Regions from separate parts of the Mus musculus genome. Here all the other regions are linked to region 1. A link is a contact called in public HiChIP or PLAC-seq data. All regions are on one chromosome and are shown on one strand. The core of a region is the stretch at or near the end of the contact, and the rest is flanking DNA. Distances in the headings are between cores, read along the strand shown. Region 1 holds the start of Sh3bgr (SH3-binding domain glutamic acid-rich protein). Region 2 holds the start of Kcnj6 (potassium inwardly-rectifying channel, subfamily J, member 6). Region 3 holds the start of B230307C23Rik (RIKEN cDNA B230307C23 gene).

Region 1 (4,369 bases), core at 1,648-4,147:
TTCCTGAACACTCAACGGTAAGATGTGGGGTACTGAGTTCTCATTCTTTTTTTGAGGGGGTTTGGTTTTTTTGAGACAGGATTTCTCCATGTAGTCCTGGCTGTCCTGTAGGCCAGGCTGGCCTCGAACTCACAGAGGTCCACCTGCCTCTGCCTCTGCCTCTGCCTCTGCCTCTGCCTCTGCCTCTGCCTCTGCCTCTGCCTCTGCCTCTGCCTCTGCCTCTGCCTCTGCCTCTGCCTCTGCCTCTGCCTCTGCCTCTGCCTCTGCCTCTGCCTCTGCCTCTGCCTCTGCCTCCTGGGTGTGCCACCACCACCTTGCATGACCTCATCTTTATGGAAGAAACTCTTCCACTTACAAGGTTTTAGACAGTCCTTTCAAAATGTAATGACCATTGCCTTGGTTCTACTAAAAAAATAGTTGCTAATCGCCACAGTAAAAATGCTCATTAATACATATCATCAATAATTAATTCATGGTGGCTAGTAGAGATTAAAATGGCAACTAACATTAACAAACAGCTGCCAGTGACTATAATTAATAATCACAGAACTTTCCAGTGCCTGGACAGGCCCTGGCACTGTGATGGGCACCCGAGTGTGGTATCTCAGAAGTCCTCATGACCAAGCTATGAGGTGAACACTATTCTTATCCTCATTTTACAGACAAGGAAATTGAGGTTTAGAAAGGACAAACACCTCCAAGGTCACACAGTTTCAAATGGCACTGAAATATTCATCTAGAGGGTTGAATTCCAAGGTCCAGAGTGAAGGGAGACACCCCACCCCACCCCCACCAGAGTCTCCAAGGCTAAAACAAACTCCCAGACTTCAAAAATGCAGGACAATAAACAATAAACAAACCAAAGAAATCTGTGGGTTTATTTCCATTGTCTGAAGAATACAAACAGCCATATAGAACAGATAAAAGACTTAGGCTGGAGAGGTGGCTCAGGAGTACTGGCTGCTCTTGCAGAGGACCTGGTTTTAATTCCCAGCACCCACATAGTGGTGGCTCACAACCATCTGTTACTCCAGTCCCAGGGGATCTGACACCTCTTCTGGCCTCTATGTGCATCAGGCATATGTGTGATATAGTAACATATATGTATGCAAAATATCCATGCACCTAAAACTAAAAGTAAGTAAGTGACTGTGAAAAGTTTTCAACACTGAGCACTAATGTTTGAAACCCACTTCAAAACCAGCCCATCAGATCACCTATCCTTGAAAATTTATTTCCAATCTAAAAGACCCAAGCGCGAACTCCCAGGATGCAGCACAGTGGTAAGTTAACATGCTTACACAGCAAGGGTGAGGCCCCAGGTGTGAACCCAGCCAGCACTGAAGAAACATGGGTGTGCTCCTTATGTAAACCCATCAACAGCCACGGAAGTTCTGTGTTCTCAATCTCTGTGATTGGAATTCTCCACTCGAGCTGTGTGCTCCTCTTTTTCTCCTAGTCCAGGGCATCGATCAGTTCAGGGCCACATGATGTCATAATTTCCAAGTCTGAGTTAGTCTACATACTACACAACAAATAGAACCACAGAAACCATCCTGGACGAGTGGGTGGGGTTGCCAAACTCTTTTATTTTCTGCCTGCCTTCTCTGAAGATCCTCCTGATTGTCCGCGGTTGGGTGTAGTGGCCTTCAGCAAATTGTGGTTGGGGCTGGTACTTAGCCAGGGCCTGGAAACATCTCTGCGGAGTGACTGTCAGAATTCCAGCCGCAACCTGAGACCCTTCGGAACAGCTATTAAAGGAAACAGCCCCCTCTCTGGTCTCTAACTCTTGGAATTAATAGACTGTTTTCTTCCCACAGCCTTCCTCATTTCTGCTAAGTACTGACTAGAACCTTCACAAGACAGACACTAGAGTCCACCTGAAGCCAGTCTCCTACAATTCATTCCTAGACCTAGAACTGAGTCTCTAAATTGCTCTTATTTCTTCTACCAGCGGGTCTACATAAATGCAGGCTGGAATCAGAGAGTGGGTGGTCTCAAGCAATCCGAGCTAAGCCATATGGAGCTGGGCTTTTAGCTCACACTCTAGGTGCCCTCACATAGGAGAGCATTTAAAACTGTGGGCCTCAGATGGGTTTGCTGCTGTCATTGTGACATCATTTTCTACAAATAATAAGCTCATACCTACTATCTTCTAATGTTTCCAGCTATTTCAAATATAGGAGTAATTGTGCCCCGAGGTCGTTTGGACGATCTGATTCATCTCTCCCTGACCCGTCATCTGTCTCCAAGATTTAGCCTGCGTCTTACAGAATGAATGATAAAGCACTAAAAATTCCAAATGGCTAAAACTACACAGCACTACCAACAGCGCACAAAACACCGGTTAAAAGGAGCATGAAACACTCCCCCCGTCCAGTCACCTTTCACGCCAACCTGCCAGATTACACACTCACATACTTTTTCCAACATCACGAAGACAGAGGCAAAAAAGCGCAGGGCGCTCATGCTCACCGCAGTGTGCAGTTGACTCCCACACAAAAACAAAAACAGCATTCAAGGCCAAAAGCCGGGGCATACCCACTCCTTCTGCCTCCAACCAGGAGTTATCCAGAAAAACACATAGGAAGAAAGCCCACAGAGCCCCAGACACCTACCGCTATGGACCCAGAAGATGTGGCAACAAACACTTTGATAACCATTTCGACAGTCGGAAAGAGGACTCCCCCTAACACACCCCTGCTAGGGAAGTCGCTGGACAAATCCCGCAGTGACGCCCGGGGGAGCAGGTGCCAGGTCAGGGCTGGCGGTGATCCAAGCCTCTGCTCCCAGCCCTCCCCTCCAACCAAGAGGCTAAAGAGCAACGGGGAGGCATCCCGGGCTTCCCCCTCCGTTTGGGATGTCAGGAAAACGATTGGCTGATAAAAGCAGCCACTGGACCCTTTCCCTTATCACTTTAAAGGCCTAACAACAGTCCCTAAAAGGCCAGGCTGAGAGCTCGGGAGCGCACCAATCACAGACCCATGGAGAGGTGCCTAGGGCAGAAGAGGCGGGGCTCTGGAAACTGTGGGGTGTGGAAAAGAAGCGAGTTGTCCAGAGCCTAGGGAAAAGCCCAGAAAAAGTCACCTTATCCAGAACCAGGCTGGATTCACCAGGCCTTGGACAGACCACAGAACTGTGAAGACTGAAACAGCCGCACTGGCCACTTAAATGAAGCGCGGCTTCCTGATTTAAAGTTTTCTAGAGGGTTATTTAAAAACCCAACGAACTGTCACAGGATGGAGATTCCTCTGTGAGTGGCCTGTTTCCTGCTTTCTCCTTCCACCAGCTGTTGGGTGCTGTAAAACTTCACTGACACTTCAGAGCTGGTGGCTGCCGATGACTGTATCTAGAAATAATCTCCCTATTTTAAAGGCTTTGGGAGATGGGGATGTTTATAACAAGCTCTAAAGCATCTTATTTATACAGGTGATTTGAACTGCATTTAAAAAAAATCAGAGTACAAAACTAGTAAAAAAAAAAAAAAAAAAAAAAAGCCCAAATGTTAGCAGCCCAGACTCTGCTGATGGGTTTCAAAGCAAGGTCAAGGACCCATGAGGTGGCTCACTGGATAACGGCCTGCAAGCCCGAACACCTTCCTGAGTTTCATCCCTAGAACTTCATAGTGAAAGGAAAAAAAGCAAATCACACATACACACTCAGACACACAGACACACATATGTGTGCACACATATACACACAACACACACACAGAGACACACATGCACACATATATACCCTAGAACTTTATGGCGGAAGGAAAAAAATACACAAACACACTCACACACAGAGACAGACACACATAAACACACATGTGTGCACACATATGCACACAATAAAAAAACATGCACACTCATACAGAGACACATGCACACACATATACACATAAATATGCACATACATACATGCACACACACAAATACACACATACACAATCACATGCACACACATATATACACATGAATACACAAAGACACACACATGCACACAAATACAATACACACACATACACTCAGACACATGCACACACATACATATGTATACACACAGTAAAAACACAGGCATACTAATACACACAGCCACATGCACACACACACACACACACACACACATATATATATATACATACATACATATACATGAATACACATATGCACACGCACGAATATACACACACATGTTCACACACACAAATACAGACATACACACAAATACACAAAGACATACAGACACACCCATGTACATATATACACACACATACACTCAGACACACATGCACACACATATATACATATGGCGGAAGGAAAAAAATACACAAACACACTCACACACAGAGACAGACACACATAAACACACATAGCGTAGGCTG
Region 2 (3,735 bases), core at 521-3,020, 1.2 Mb after region 1:
ACCCTAGCTGCAGTTTCATGCTGGGGGTTCTGGGGGGTTAATGGAGATAGAACATATCTCCACTGTCTAATTTCAAGTGCCCTGTGAGAAAGACACTTTGGAAATTCTGATGGAAATATATACTAGCCATGCCCACTTTGCAGATTAAATAAAGCACTCTTTACACAGTAGTGCTGAGAACTGATCTAATGTTCCAGGGCTAACACCCCTAGGCCCCTAGGGCATTGTTCTGCCAGGGCCTTGCTTTGTCTTCATTTCTGACACAATTGCTAAGCCCAGCAGACTTATGTAGCATAAGATCACATGTTGTGCATAGTAATGCCTCTGAATGCCACACAAAAGCTGAGGCACGAGCAACTGAGATCACAGTCCCTCGGGGAAAATCATCAACAAATACAAACTCGTAGCCTGTGTGGGTAAGGAGGGCCCAGCTGTTGATGCAAACTGAGGTAAACACCTTTCTGTAGCAAAGTTGGCTCAGAAAGCAGACAGTCTTCCTGAGAGACATTAAAAGATACAAATAGGGGCTGAGATGACTTAGAGCTTAAGGGCCTGCATTGCTCTTACAGAGGACCCAGATTCTACTCCAGCACCCACACTACCCAGCTTATAATTCCCTGTAACTCATGCTTTGGGTAATATGATGCTTTCTTCTATACTCTGTGGGTACACACACACACACACACACACACACACACACACACACAACACACGCATGCATGAACATGCATGCACACCTACTTTTAGAGCGCGAGTTTAGAATAAAATATCATTCACTGCTAAGAGCAGATCTCGATGAATCCCTTCATCAGAAAGGGTCACCTTCTTGAGCTGTGAAGTAAACAGAATACCCCGTGGTTAATAGGGCCATTATAGAATTATCAGCCAGTGGTGTCAATTACTTTTACAGACCCTTGCGAAACTATTTCTCCTTGGGTTAAAAATGCATAAACAGGTCTGTACTTGGGTGGAAGCTAGATGCGAGAAGGCTTTGGAAATGAGCTACTGCTTGCAAAATGACCGTAAAAGAAAGTCAGGTTGTACTGTGGGATGCCCCCTGAAAGAACCATGCAAAAGCAGGTTAAATCCAAACTAGGTGGCTGTCCGAGGGGTGTGTGTGTTTACAGGCAGTTGAGATTATACTCAGAAAGCTCAGAAAGCTTAACCAAAGTAGGGGTGGGGGCAGCAGCTGGCACTACGTCCCTGGAGTGGTGGATAGGATAGAGAAAGCACAGCACAGACTTGCTCTTAGATCTGTGTGAGCAAAGTCTTGGGCTGCAGGCCCCCCCCCTCACCCCCACCCTCAGGCCCCTCTTGCTGGCTAAGGCCTCTCTGGGCTGTGCTGGCCACGTGTGATCTATTTCAGCCCAATGGATGGCAGTGAAGAAACCCCACTTTTCAATTTTCGTCAAAGCTAAAAGAGAAGCTATAACAAGTAGGCATAAACTGATCCTCAAGTTTAGGACTTAAGTGACATGAGGGAATGGAAGGTTCCTGTGCATCTAAGACCCAAAGACTCCTCACGCCCAGCACTAGAAACCCCTATTTCTCGGTGGCGCTCCCCTGTTTTAGCGCCTGAGTCCACTGCAGGTTAAAAAGAACAAGAGGCTGGGCGAAGGGTGGGCAGCTAGGGTCCGGCTCCATCTCTTCCGCCTCGCCGCGAAGCTGATCACTGTGTCGCCTCGGTTCTCCAGCGCGCGGCGCTGCGCCCGCTTTTATCCAGAGACGCGTCGCTTCGTGCGCTGACAGCGCGGCTCAGCCCGTGGGGCTGGAACCGAGTAGCATTCGTTGAATCTGCGGCTTTCATGACGTCTCCCTGCAAGGTCTATCACTTTGCTCCTAAACGAGGATTTATTCCCTCTGCCACTCAAGGCTGTCCCCCAGTTTCCTCGCAACCGGGCTTCCTCCTCAGTCCCTGCCCACACGCGCACTCCTCTGCCCCGCGGTGGCCCCAGCGCCCAGCCCTCCAGCCAGAGGGAGCCAGTCACCAGACGGCAGCACCTGGCTGGAGAGGTTGGGCGGGCCGAGGGTGGGGATCCGCGGGAACCGGCGAGTCGGAGCTGGAGCAGGAGCTGGACCCAACCGCTAGCAGCAGAATGGAGTCTCCTGAAAGCCTGCCGGGGCTGATGTGAAATTGGACCATCTGCTTCCAGTTGGTCTGTTTCCTCCTTTTCTTGTATTTTCTTCCCTCGCCATTCACCGTGGAGTGAATTATTGAATCTTGCTCCGTTCCGAGAGAGGCGATCAGGATGGAGTGAACCTACCCTGTCCACTACAAGGTAAGCAGTGCGTTTGAGTTGCTGAAAGCGAGGAGCTGGCATGGATCCCAGACAGATGTTCCGTGTCCTAGGATCCTCGAGCCTTCGGGTCCTGGCTGCCAGGTCCCCAGCCCCACTGTGGCTGCTTGCATTCCCTACTCAGCGGAGACATGATGCTGAAGTCCACCAGAGGCAGGAAAAGCTGCCTTTGGTTACATAACCAAAAGGAAATGTGTCTCATAGGGTTTTCATTAGCTGCTTAAAAACTCGCCTGGGTGGGTGGCGGGAGGAGGGGTCTGCCTGCCCTGGGCGCTAGAGAATGGGTCAGTTACTGTGGACCTTGCTCCAGCACCTCTAGTGAAGATCAAACATACAGATGATCCCGCAGGCAGGGGCGGCTGGTGGGGTAGGCAGGGAGAGTTAGGAAAAGCCCATTGTCTTGGTGGAAAGCGGTAGCCTTGTTCTGTTTGGGCATAAAGAGGAGAGGATGCGAAGGAGGAAAAGTGAGCAGAAGGGCGAAATGAACCTGAGACAGGGGAGGACTTCTCATAGTCTTCATCAGTAAACCCGAGATGTGCCGTGCTGATGAAAGACAAGGACTAAGTAAACTAACTGAAAGCAGGGAACACCAGGGTCACACGAAGTGTTTATGGCATTTAGGGGCTAGATGAATCTGCTAACTTAGCTTCTCTCTGGATATGTGTTCATTTGTATCAAGACGTTAAGCTTGGGTTAGTTTTTTAACTGAAATGGTATTCTTATTCCCCACGCCTAATAAGCCCTGGGTGGATCCACAGGTATATATACAGGGTTCAATATGGAGAGAATATTAGAGGGGGAACAGATCTACATAGAAAAGGTCACAGAAACAACCTGAGCTTATTGAAAAGGAAATAACAGAATTTTCCAAACAACCCCTTCTTCACCTCTACTTCCCCCAAAAGGAGAGGACTGAGAGGGGGGAACCCTCCAGTGTCTGGGAGTTTGCAATTCATTATAGCTTCAGTGTGCTCCCAACTGCTTTCTCCAAAGTCTCCGGGTCCTGGGGAGCTCTCAGGTACCGTGTGCTATGCACTTCCGTTCAAGCACTAATGCCCTGGCTAGCTTTCTTTTGGTAAAAAATAAATAAATAAATAAAAATGGAGAAGGACAATGTCCGAGAAAGTGGGCTTGCTACAATCAGGGCTGAGCTAACTAAGCTTCGCCCATTTTGCCTGGAGAAGGAAGGCGCTGAGTCTCCATGGCGACCCAGGTGGGAGGAGACATAGCAGCTCCAGCGACAGGAAAAACCGTTGGACAAAACTTTCTTGGCTCCAGGCAAAAAAATGCCCACCGTGTGCCCTAAGGGTATCCTAGGGTATCAGCTGGGTCCAGCTCCCTAAGAGTGATCCACGAGAGGGCACTTATATCCTGTCAGGCTCTCCTCCAACATGGCAAAGTTTCCGTAGATGCCATTCTGAGCAGGTTCTGGTTTCAG
Region 3 (4,005 bases), core at 735-3,234, 1.8 Mb before region 1:
TTTCCTATCTTTAATCCTTGCTCCCTGCATCAGAGACTGACTCATGCTGGGGGTGGGGAGGTGAGGGGCCAGTACAAAAAAAGAAACTAGATTCAAGGATCTCTTTCTCCTCCATCCTTGTTTCTGTCCTATCTGGTGTTAGGGGGTGAAAGAGGAGGGGGTTGGAGTTGGGGGGGGGGAGGGGATTAAGTGTGTGTTAAAAGAAGAAACCATAAAGTAGTAAAGACCAGCTACACTGGTTAATACTAAAGAGGAGCCAGACGAGGATGGATTTTGCATTCCACATATGCTGCCACCCTTAAGTCTCTTTTAGATTCAGGTTCCAGGTTAAGTTCTGAACAATTTAAATATAGACTGGAGACTGCAAGTCTAGCCACTTAGACAGATGGGAAATTTACACAGCAAATATAACCCCGGGATCATTTCTTAAGTACACCAGTGCCCTAACACAGCAGGTTAGTGAGAGTGTCCTGAGTGGAAGGCTCCAGATGATGAAAAACACTGGAAAAGGAAAAGGTAGAAAGTAAAAAAGCTGGGGTGGGGAGGACTTACACAAGCTATGGCTCATGCTAAGTAAGCTTCTAAAGAATACCATCTTGTACACGATTGACATGAGGGAAAGGAAGGAGATGGGAGACATCTATGAAGTCAGGAGAAAGATGAAGAAACTATGAAGTCAGCAGAAGCATCATACAATGGGACACACTCAGGAGAAGTCTAATCAAATAGTTGCTGCACAAGGGGAAACTCAGTGTATCTGAAAAAATTTCTGACCAAGTCTCTCATGGCCTTGGGACTGATAACCACAACCCCGTACGGTGGGAAGAGTTGTGCTCTCAGAATCTGAAGCAACCCCTCCCAAAGGCCCTGGCCCCAGACTATTACCAGCTCTCCCAAGCATATTCCAGGTCTTAGAGAAGAAGCTCTGTTTTATCTCTATACCCAGAGCCTCAGGGAAAGCTCCCAAGGCCTAGGCCCCAAGCTGTGACTGGCTCTGCCAAGCATGTTCCTGGGTTTCATGAGGAGCTATGTCATTCTCCATATATGGAAACCTCAGGGAAAGTGTAACTTAGCACTCAATACAACAGTGTTTTGTTTTGTTTTCTTTTTTACCTTCTCACATGGTTGTCACTAGGCATCATCTCACCCATGTGGCAGAACTATGCTTTTCTCAAGAAGAAAACTGAACCTTTATGCCACACCAGGCCTTACTGTAGATTGTGATCCTGTAAGGCCCCATAGACCAGCCTGTTAGAGGCCTGCTCTTTGATATGAAGATGAACCTAGTGGATGGTAGTAAATCAAGTTTGTTTCCTTTGTTATGGTTTGGTGCCCAATTTCTGGACAATCCGGGTGAATTAACTTGTGTATCCTAGCAACCTAATCTCTAACAGCCCTAGTTAGCACATTACCTATCTGTGGGATGTTTTACATGCAGTCCACCCTCAGATAAATTCTACTTGGAGTGCCTTACTATCTCCTAAGCTTTAGTAAATCCTTTAGATCATTAATCCTGCACTTTTACATCACAGCTTGATATTGGATTGCTACCCAGCACATGAGATGTCTTTTACAACCTCCACAAAATTAACTCCAATGGATTGTCCACCTTAATGGCAAATGGTAAGAACAGAACTTGCAGAAACTAGTACTCTCTGAGTTTGGGATCATGCCAAAGATCTTTCTACACACAGGCCAAATGCTCTGCACAGATGCAGCCCCCACAGTGAAGTTATTCAGAGGCTACAGCTGGGTCCCCCAAGTGGCTAGGACCTCACACGTGGCCGCCGATTCCCATTCAGTCCTGTGAAAGCCCCACCACACCAGCTCGCGCTGCTGAGACCCCTGCTTCTCCCCATTGTTGGCAGTGACCCTGTGCTTACCATGTCGCAACTTCGGAGCTTGCCTGTGCACAATCCACAGCATCCAACCGCAGGAAACGGAGCACGGCACACAGAACCATTCAAGCACTCAACCAGGAAGCGAAACCGACACCACCGCACCCGGAAAACCCGCCTTCTCTTCTGACACGCAGGTCTGCCTGGAGGCTCTGATTGGCCAGTAAGTCTTGAGTGAGTCGAGCACCTCCCTTAGAGTTAGAGTGTGCTGAAGCCACACAGTGTAGAAGTTCTCAGACCAAGCTTCAAATCCAGGGACGACCTTTTCCAGATCTACAGGGATTTTCATTTCTGTAATACTTGTGCCGGTCCTCCAATAGCCTACCCTTCTGTCTCCCCGCACAGCCCCAGGGAGGAACCACCACTGCACCTATCACTGCTCAGCCGCTTGCTCCTCCCCTATGTGAACAGTTGACCCCGTGCTCAGCAAGTCCTTGACTTTTCAGCCTGAGCTTTCCTCACTCAGTAGACTGTTTGCCTTCCTCCTGGAATCAAGGTAGTTAGCTTGCATAGCTCAACTTGCAGTGGAGTTATCAATCTGTCCTACAAGCGGAAGGGTGCCCAGGATATTAACGATTAAAAAGAGATTTGGGGAAACAATAGTTTTGTTGCGGTTGGGATTCAGACCCGGGACCAGCTTCTGATCTGCATATATTTAACACACCAAAGCTGGCTGGGTGGAGCCATCCAGCAGCCGCGGGAGAACTGAGTTTACCTGAAAGGGGTGCTGGAAATGAAAAGATGGGGGTGGGGGGTACGCGAGAGAAGAATGAAGTCAAGACAAAGATTCTGATCAAGACTCAAAGTTTAATAATAGGCTTTACGTTTATAAAGGGAAAAACCACAAAACCCATCCCCTTCTTTAGCTGGAATATGTTGTAGAACAAGGTCAGCACAGGCAGCCAAAACAGCTAAGTTCCCATGGGAACCTGCAACTGCAGCCAAGACACATGTCTCTATCCAGCTTGATAAGGCCTGTCAAGATGAATGTTCAAGGTCTGCTTAGCCTGCTCAAGGCTGGGAAGGTTACAGCTGAACCTCCAGGTTCTCCCAGCTCTCCTCAGTCTCCACCTGTTACATAGCAAAGTTGGCAGACCCCACCTTGTACCCTGAGCTTTCCTGTCTCCAGAAGATCTTCCTATATAATCCTGACAGTTTGTACTCTTTGTCTCTCTGTTTCATTCTCTCTCTCTCTCTCTCTCTCTCTCTCTCTCTCTGCCTCCTCCTTCCTCCTTCTCCTGCCCTTCCCCCTCCTCCCTCCACTTCCCTCTCCATCTCCCTCCCCCCTGCATGCCTTGCTAGCTCCTTCTCCCCACCTCTGCTCCTTATACTCCCATCCCATAACTTCTCTGACCTCCTTGGGACTAGTGAACTCTCTGGTTCCTTGGGATCACTGAATCCACTAGAGAGCTACCCCCAAATAAACCCCCAAATACTCTAATTTCACTTGGGTTGAGTCCTTCATGCTGGGCTTAGGTAAACTGCAGCTACTTTTCAGCTGGTAAGTATGTGAACCCTGGAAGGCAAACAGGAACCAGATAACAAACCCAGTGGAGCACTATGGTTAGCCAACACATCTTCCTCACTGGGAAGCTAAACATTCATACACAGAGGCTTCTGCAAGGCCTCCCCACCCCAGCTTTTGTAACTTTCTGCCTTCTACTTTTCATGTCTTTTTCATCCTCTGGGACTTTGTACTTAGGAACCTGTCACTGATGTTGTTTCAGGACACTGGTGTACTTAAGAAGTAATTCTGGGACTATATTTGCTGTGTGTCTGTCTAATTGGTTAGACATGCAGTCTCCAGTCCATATTTAAATTGTTCAAAAATTAACCTGGGACCTGAACCTAAAAGGGGCTTAAGGGTGACAGCATAGGTGGAAATTAAAATCTATTCCCAGCTGGATCTTCTTTGAGCATTAGCCAGAGCTAAATACATGCTGCCATTAAAGAGATTTCTCTCAATTAATCTTTTGTGTGTGCAGTGATAAAATCTTATATAGTTATAGACTCCCTTCTGTATGAGTTCTTTTAGGACTTCAAAGACTACTGAGATATGCAAAGGCTTTAACAGATTGATTACACACTAAAGGTTTTACTCTTGTAT

What was found. HiChIP or PLAC-seq counts read pairs in DNA pulled down with a chosen protein or histone mark.
Region 2: a contact with region 1 is called in an H3K27ac HiChIP or PLAC-seq map of bone marrow-derived dendritic cells, with 7 times the contacts expected there. The contact joins the promoter of Kcnj6 here to the promoter of Sh3bgr in region 1. A contact is called at or near these places in 2 of 115 datasets of contacts at active chromatin or transcription factors (astrocytes and bone marrow-derived dendritic cells).
Region 3: a contact with region 1 is called in an H3K27ac HiChIP or PLAC-seq map of embryonic stem cells, with 5 times the contacts expected there. The contact joins the promoter of B230307C23Rik here to the promoter of Sh3bgr in region 1. A contact is called at or near these places in 1 of 39 promoter capture datasets (embryonic stem cells) and 1 of 115 datasets of contacts at active chromatin or transcription factors (embryonic stem cells).

Annotation. Positions count from the first base shown.
Region 1 is chr16:96,198,998-96,203,366 of GRCm38.p6, reverse strand. It overlaps Sh3bgr (SH3-binding domain glutamic acid-rich protein), which reads right to left and starts at 2,897. Exons shown (of 8, transcript NM_015825.2): 1 at 2,619-2,897. The coding sequence starts at 2,663.
Region 2 is chr16:94,995,731-94,999,465 of GRCm38.p6, reverse strand. It overlaps Kcnj6 (potassium inwardly-rectifying channel, subfamily J, member 6), which reads left to right and starts at 1,770. Exons shown (of 4, transcript NM_010606.2): 1 at 1,770-2,279. It overlaps Gm31407 (a long non-coding RNA gene), which reads right to left and starts at 1,238. Exons shown (of 2, transcript XR_385080.4): 1 at 742-1,238.
Region 3 is chr16:97,995,315-97,999,319 of GRCm38.p6, reverse strand. It overlaps B230307C23Rik (RIKEN cDNA B230307C23 gene), which reads right to left and starts at 1,984. Exons shown (of 4, transcript NM_001362093.2): 1 at 1,884-1,984. The coding sequence starts at 1,886. C030010L15Rik (a long non-coding RNA gene) reads left to right here. Exons shown (of 5, transcript XR_001781957.2): 3 at 1,533-1,623; 4 at 1,869-2,394.